Linked DNA regions of Sus scrofa: region 2 is linked to region 1. Evidence: chromatin contacts called from public HiChIP or PLAC-seq data. All regions are on one chromosome and are shown on one strand. Each heading gives the region's core, a stretch centred on a gene start, on an enhancer-like site or on the middle of the called end of the contact. The rest is flanking DNA. Distances are from core to core; before and after follow the strand shown. Region 1 has its middle 120 kb from the start of PFKFB3. Region 2 has its middle 23 kb from the start of PFKFB3.

What was found. HiChIP or PLAC-seq counts read pairs in DNA pulled down with a chosen protein or histone mark.
Region 2: a contact with region 1 is called in an H3K27ac HiChIP or PLAC-seq map of alveolar macrophages. The contact joins two enhancer-like sites. A contact is called at or near these places in 1 of 47 Hi-C or Micro-C datasets (liver) and 1 of 2 datasets of contacts at active chromatin or transcription factors (alveolar macrophages).

Annotation. Positions count from the first base shown.
Region 1 is chr10:64,740,550-64,743,498 of Sscrofa11.1, forward strand. No RefSeq gene overlaps it. Among named protein-coding and RNA genes, the nearest start is that of PFKFB3, 120 kb to the right of the region's middle. Within about 2 kb of position 1,457, at least 11 of the 83 cell types and tissues checked have an H3K27ac peak or open chromatin away from gene starts, as enhancers often do. A contact at or near this core is called in alveolar macrophages, where this site is marked.
Region 2 is chr10:64,880,431-64,883,379 of Sscrofa11.1, forward strand. No RefSeq gene overlaps it. Among named protein-coding and RNA genes, the nearest start is that of PFKFB3, 23 kb to the left of the region's middle. Within about 2 kb of position 1,426, at least 3 of the 83 cell types and tissues checked have an H3K27ac peak or open chromatin away from gene starts, as enhancers often do. A contact at or near this core is called in alveolar macrophages, where this site is marked.

The sequences.
Region 1 (2,949 bases), core at 207-2,706:
GGAGACGATCTGGCAAAAGCTCTAGTGAGGATGAAATCAATGCGATCTCTTTCCTGCCTTCATTTGACACGTATGAGTGGGCTGCTTCCGATCCCAGGCGGTGGGCTAAAGGCTGGGAGAGTGATGCGCAAAACCCAAGCGTGTCCCACCTCCATGGGCGTCAGCCTGGCAAGAGAGCAGGTGCGAGGCAAAGCAGTTACACCAAGAAACACAAGAGGACCCCTGCAGGGCTCCCGCGGGAGAGGCAGGTGGTCCAAGGAGTGCGTGTCACAGGGACTTGAGCTGGTCATGAGAAGGACGTGTCGTCCCCTGAGGATGTGACACCCGATGAGCCAGGCGCTAACTGGGTGAGGAGGGAAGGGGACACCTGTTCGCCAGAAGTGACAGCAGGTACAAAGGCCTTGCAAGAGAAGGGCGAGACCAAGGACCAGGACGAGGGAGAGTGGAAAGTTATATGCCTGGTGGAGTGAAAGGCCTGAGATGAGGCCAGGGAGGCGGGCCCGGCCAGGCCACCCAGGCCACATCGGCTGTGCTTACAGGGTCTGTCACGAAGCCCAAGAGCCCTGGGAAGAGGAAAAAACAGCCTGCGGAAAGCCCCACGGGAGGCCTTTACCCCCCGGGGTGACACAATCAAGCAGTTACAGCAAAACCATTATTCCAGTCTCACGGTGGAAGAGTGAGTAACACCAGCCACACTGCGCTTTTTTTTTTTTTGTCTTTTCTCTTTTTAGGGCCACACCCACAGCATATGGAGGCTCCCAGGCTAGGGGTCTAATCAGAGCTACAGCTGCTGGCCTACACCACAGCCACAGCAACATGGGATCCGAGCTGCGTCTGCAACCTACACCACAGCCCACAGCAACGCCAGATCCTTAACCCACTGAGCAAGGCCAGGGATCGAACCCGCAACCTCATGGTTCCCAGTCGGATTCATTTCCGCTGCACCACGACGGGAACTCCCTCACTATACTTTTCACACCAAAGAGGAACAAATCTGAATTGTTAGCTCCTCAAGGGAGGACAGACTTGGCGCGTGGAGAAAGAAAGCAGGTTGGCCAGGTCACAGGCACGAGAGGATACGATGCGGGACTCTTGTCCCATGTCCCCAAGCCTGTAAACGTCCATTTTCCAAAAGGTAGATTAAAATGACATCAGTAGTGGAGTTCCCGTGGTGGCGCAGCAGAAACGCATCCAACTGGGAACCATGAGGTTGTGGGTTCGATTCCTGGCCTCGCTCAGTGGATTAAGGATCCGGCGTTGCCGTGGCTGTGATGTAGCTCTGACTTGATCCCTAGTCTGGGAAGCTCCATATGCCATGGGTGTGGCCCTAAAAAGATAAAAAAGAAAAGAAAAGAATAGAAGAGAAAAGAAAATCACATCCGGAGTTACATTAAATGGCCTCCTCACTTCTGCAATGACGGGTGCTGGCTTTGACGTTGTGTGTATAAATGACTCAGCCAGTGGCCAGAAATATAAGCCTTGGTTAATGATCTTCCCGAGAAACGGGTAAGCCTTCTACCCCTCTCCCCACACGCCAAACCTCTTTTCTCCCCATTTCTCAGCACTAAGTCACTCCCGGCTTCGTAACTGCAATGTCTTTCTGGTGGCAAAGGTTAATTCCCCAGCACTGGTAGCATAACCTCGTCAGATAACTTTTCTGGAGTTTGTTTGTTTTTTTTTCTAGGGCCACACCCACAGCATACGGAAGTTCCCAGCTGGGGGGGGGGGGGTAGAATCAGAGCTGTAGCTGCCTGCCTAGCCACAGGCACAGCAACTCCAGGTCCTTAACCCACTGAATGAGGCCAGGGATTGAACTCACATCTTCATGGACACTAGTCAGGGTCTTAACCCACTGAGCCACAACGGAAACTCCCACCTTCCTGAGTCTTGAAGAGGAAAAGAAAACATTACGTGGTACTCCCTAAGACGGGTCTAAGTCATCCTCAACCCCTGAGTCTATCGTCCAGCCTTAATTTTGTTTAGGGAAAGTCCTTGATGCCAAGTCTCAGTATCTTCATCTCTAAAATGGAAACAATAAGACGGCCACTCCTGAAAGCAGAGAACAGGGAATTGCAACAAAACACCCTGCTGAGAACAATTCGTACAGTGGCAAAAATGTGAAAAACATCTACCTGGACATAACACGAAGCAAAAAACATAGTGAAGAGTTGCCCGCGGGAAAGATAAAGGCCAGGGAGATTCACTCAGGAACGCAGAGAACTACTTTGCTCCTGGAGGCGTCTGCTCTTCTAGACAGGTTGGCCCCGAGGCTGAGCAGTGACCCAACAGCCTCACCTGGCTAAGGGGCCGGGCACTGGATCCAAGGAGAGACATAGGAGTGGGACATGGTGAAAGTCCTTCTGTTTGAATGGGGACCTCACGGGTCTACCTGATAAATAGGCCACCCTAGGGGACAATGGCTCAGTTTCAAATGAGCTCAATCAGGAGTTCCCGTTGTGGGCAGTGGTTAACGAACCCAACTAGGAACCATCAGGTTGCGGGTTCGATCCCTGGCCTTGCTCAGTGGGTGAAGGATCCGGCGTTGCCATGAGCTGTGGTGTGGGTCGCAGACACGGCTGGGATCCCGCCTTGCTGTGGTTGTGGTGTCGGCCTGCGGCTACAGCTCCGATTCGACCCCTGGTCTGGGAACCTCCATATGCTGCCATATGCTGCGGGAGCGGCTCAAGATAAGGCAAAAAAAGACAAAAAAACAACAACAAATGAGCTCAATCACTGAAACTGGATTGATGTAGTCAGGTCGTTAGTGCCCTCGGGCACCTGACAGAAGAAAACGTAAATCTCCGGGAGAAGACAGCAACGTATGAAGTACTTCTACTAATAATTGTGTAAGAACACTGCCCTGTACACAACCAAAAATAACAAGGCATGTGAGGACACAAAACCACATCACTGAAAATCTGCAGAAACAATAAACAGTGGCAATAGACT
Region 2 (2,949 bases), core at 176-2,675, 140 kb after region 1:
AAGAGCACGGGATTGAGCCCAGGAGGTTGGGCACAGTGACTTTCCACAGAGCATCGGAGGAGGAAGCCAGCGGGGAGGAGGGTCGACCCTGCAGTCATTGCAACCCCGTTCCCTGGGTGTGGGTTGAACCGAAGGGCTGAACAGACTAAGAGGAGGCAGGAGAGGGGGCGGCTCTCGGAGAGCCCGGCCCGGAAGGAAGAACAGGAGGGCCCATGGGGAATAGCCGAGTGGGTTAACATTCCAGGGGTGGACGTTTCCCCCAAGGAAGACAGAGACGGGAGAAAAGCCATCAGTACAGCGAGTCTGAGAACACGGGAGAGACGAAACTAAACAGCCCTGCCCTGCAATCCAGCAATCCCACTCCCCACTCACCCAATGAATGGACACACTTATATCCACAAAAAAAAACCCACGCCTGTGCATAAATGTTCATAGCAGCTTTATTCATAGTCACCAAAACCCAGAAGTGGCCAAGCTGCCCCTCAGTAGGGAAACGGATAAAGAAACGGTTGCCTCCAGATAACAGGATAAAAAACGAGCTGTCCAGCCACAAAGGGGTACAGACGACTTGAAAATGCACGATGCTAAGTGAAGGAGGCCAGACTGAAAAGGCTGCATAATGTATGATTGCACTACGTGATCCAGAAAAGGCAAAACGGCAGAGACAGTAAACAGCAGGGGCTGCCAGGCACAGGGTGAATACGGGTGGCACAGGGCGGCTTTTAGGGCAGAGGGCAGTGAAACCGTTCTGAAGGGTAGTCTCATGTGACTACACAACATTAAGCCTTTGCCAAAGCCCGTAAAACTTCACTGCCAAAGAAGAAGCCTTGATGTACATAGGTTTTGAAAAACTCATTTAGAATGTTGCTGGATCCCAGGATGACACGTAGAATGCGGCAAATACATTGAAATGCTTCACAAACACATAAAACAGGATCCCTGAGGGCTGGGGTGGGGGATGAAGAGTCAAGCTAAGTAGCTCCGGAAAGGACTGGGGTCCACTGGGTGGATTGACAACCCCCAAAGGGCTCGTCGGGACCCTGGGACTGAGCAATGAAGCGGGTGCTGCAGTGGGAAGTTACCGTCAAGCGGGTGGGGGAGGCGAGAAAGATCGGAGCAGAGTTGGGGACATCAGCAGGACCTGGGCTTACCTTACTATACAGATGGGTCCCTTTCTACACACATGCATTTCCTTGCTCCATCAGCTGAGGCAGCCTGGACCCAATGACACGCCAACAGCAACGAGCATACCTGCCACCCAGATCTGGGTTTCTAATACCATCCTCCGGTACAAGGAGCCATGCCTGGCTCCTTGGAGAAGCGGCTGATTCTGGGCGGGGGCGGGAAAGACAGGGTGAGCCTGGGGCATCTTGTGGTTCCCGAGAGTAAGGAAGTGTGATAACACCACACCATGATGGGATGTTGAAAGCTAAAGGGATACGTGGGCCAAGGGCAGAAGCTTCCAATAGCCAGAGCTGGAGCAAGGCGAGCAACAGCACAAAATGAGACTGGATGGTAATGCAAAGCGTAAGATAAAGAGCCACGTGTTCAAACTGGTATAAATGGCTGAATCCGTAAACATGTGGGGGAAGAACTGAATTTCCAACAATTTCTGTGGCTCCTCCACCCTAAGGAGGTGGAACACAGCTCCTCCTCCTCAAGTGTGGGCTGTGCACAGCGACTCTCCTCCAAAGAGCAGAGTGTGGACAGGGAGACGAAGGCGTAACCTCCCAGGGGAGAGGCCTGGCCAACCCGACCTCTGCCAGGCCATCGGGTCAAGGTCAACAGTAACCAGCTGTGCTCTGCGTGCACACGCTTGATGCGAGGTGGCGGGAACACACTCCACTTCTGCGGTTCTGCTCGCCCGGAAAGTCCACCCCCGTCCAACCATGGGAAAGACAGCCGACCTTTCCCGGCTGAGGGATGATGACAAAACACTGAGCGGTGCTCGAAACCGTCACGGTCATCCCCCAACAAGGCAAGTCTGAGAAACAGTCAACCAAGAGGAGCCTGAGAAGACAAGACTCACTCAATGGGAAGCAGGACCCCAACTGGACTCCTAAGGCAGAAGAAGGACTTCAGCTCTCACCTAGAGAGCGCGGAATGGAGCACAATGTGTGTGAATAACGTATATTCTAAAGGTTTGAAACATGCGGCCGCATTGGTTCATCAGCCGTGGCAGAGGCACCAAGCGAATGGAGGATCAGGAAGAGGGGAGCTGGCAGTGGATGCGAGACTCTGCACTACCGTCACAGCCGTCTATACATCTGTAATAAAAGTTGCTTTTAAAAATAGGGGAGAGGAGTTCCTTGGTGGCCTAGTGGTTAAGGATCTGGTGTCGTCACTACTGCGGCTCAGGTCACTGCTGCGGGGCGGGTTTGACCTCTGGCCTGGGAGCCTCCACCTGCTACAGCCTCTGCCAAAAATAAAATTAATTAAAGACATTGGAGGGGGGTAACTCATAGAGCAGGGGGTGGAATGGGAACCCGTCCAAGGTCAGAAGGCCTCTGCCCGCCCCACACAGCTCCGCCTGCAAAGCCCCCTCGCCGTCCCAGACGGCAATGGCCCCCCTCCTTCAAGCCCCAGCACACGTCACGTCCCCTCTCCTTGATGCCTCCTCAGACCTCGCTGCACCGCACAGACCTGCTCAGACCCCGACGGCCTAAGTACTTCACACACAGCAGATTTACTGCCAGTTTATTCTGTGCCAGGTACGAGCTGGAGGCTAGGACTACAGATAAAAAGTGTCACGAACCCCAAAGAGGGGTCAAGGGACATCTCTTATGCAATCGAGGTTCACCTGGCATTGCTTTTTTGTTTTGTTTTGGTTTGGTTTTAGATATCAGCACATTTATTTGTATCATCCCTAATACTTGCAAAGAGTGCGTCTATGTCAAGGCTAGTCCTGATTGCCAGCACCTCTGGGAGTTTACTAGAGCAGACTTGCCA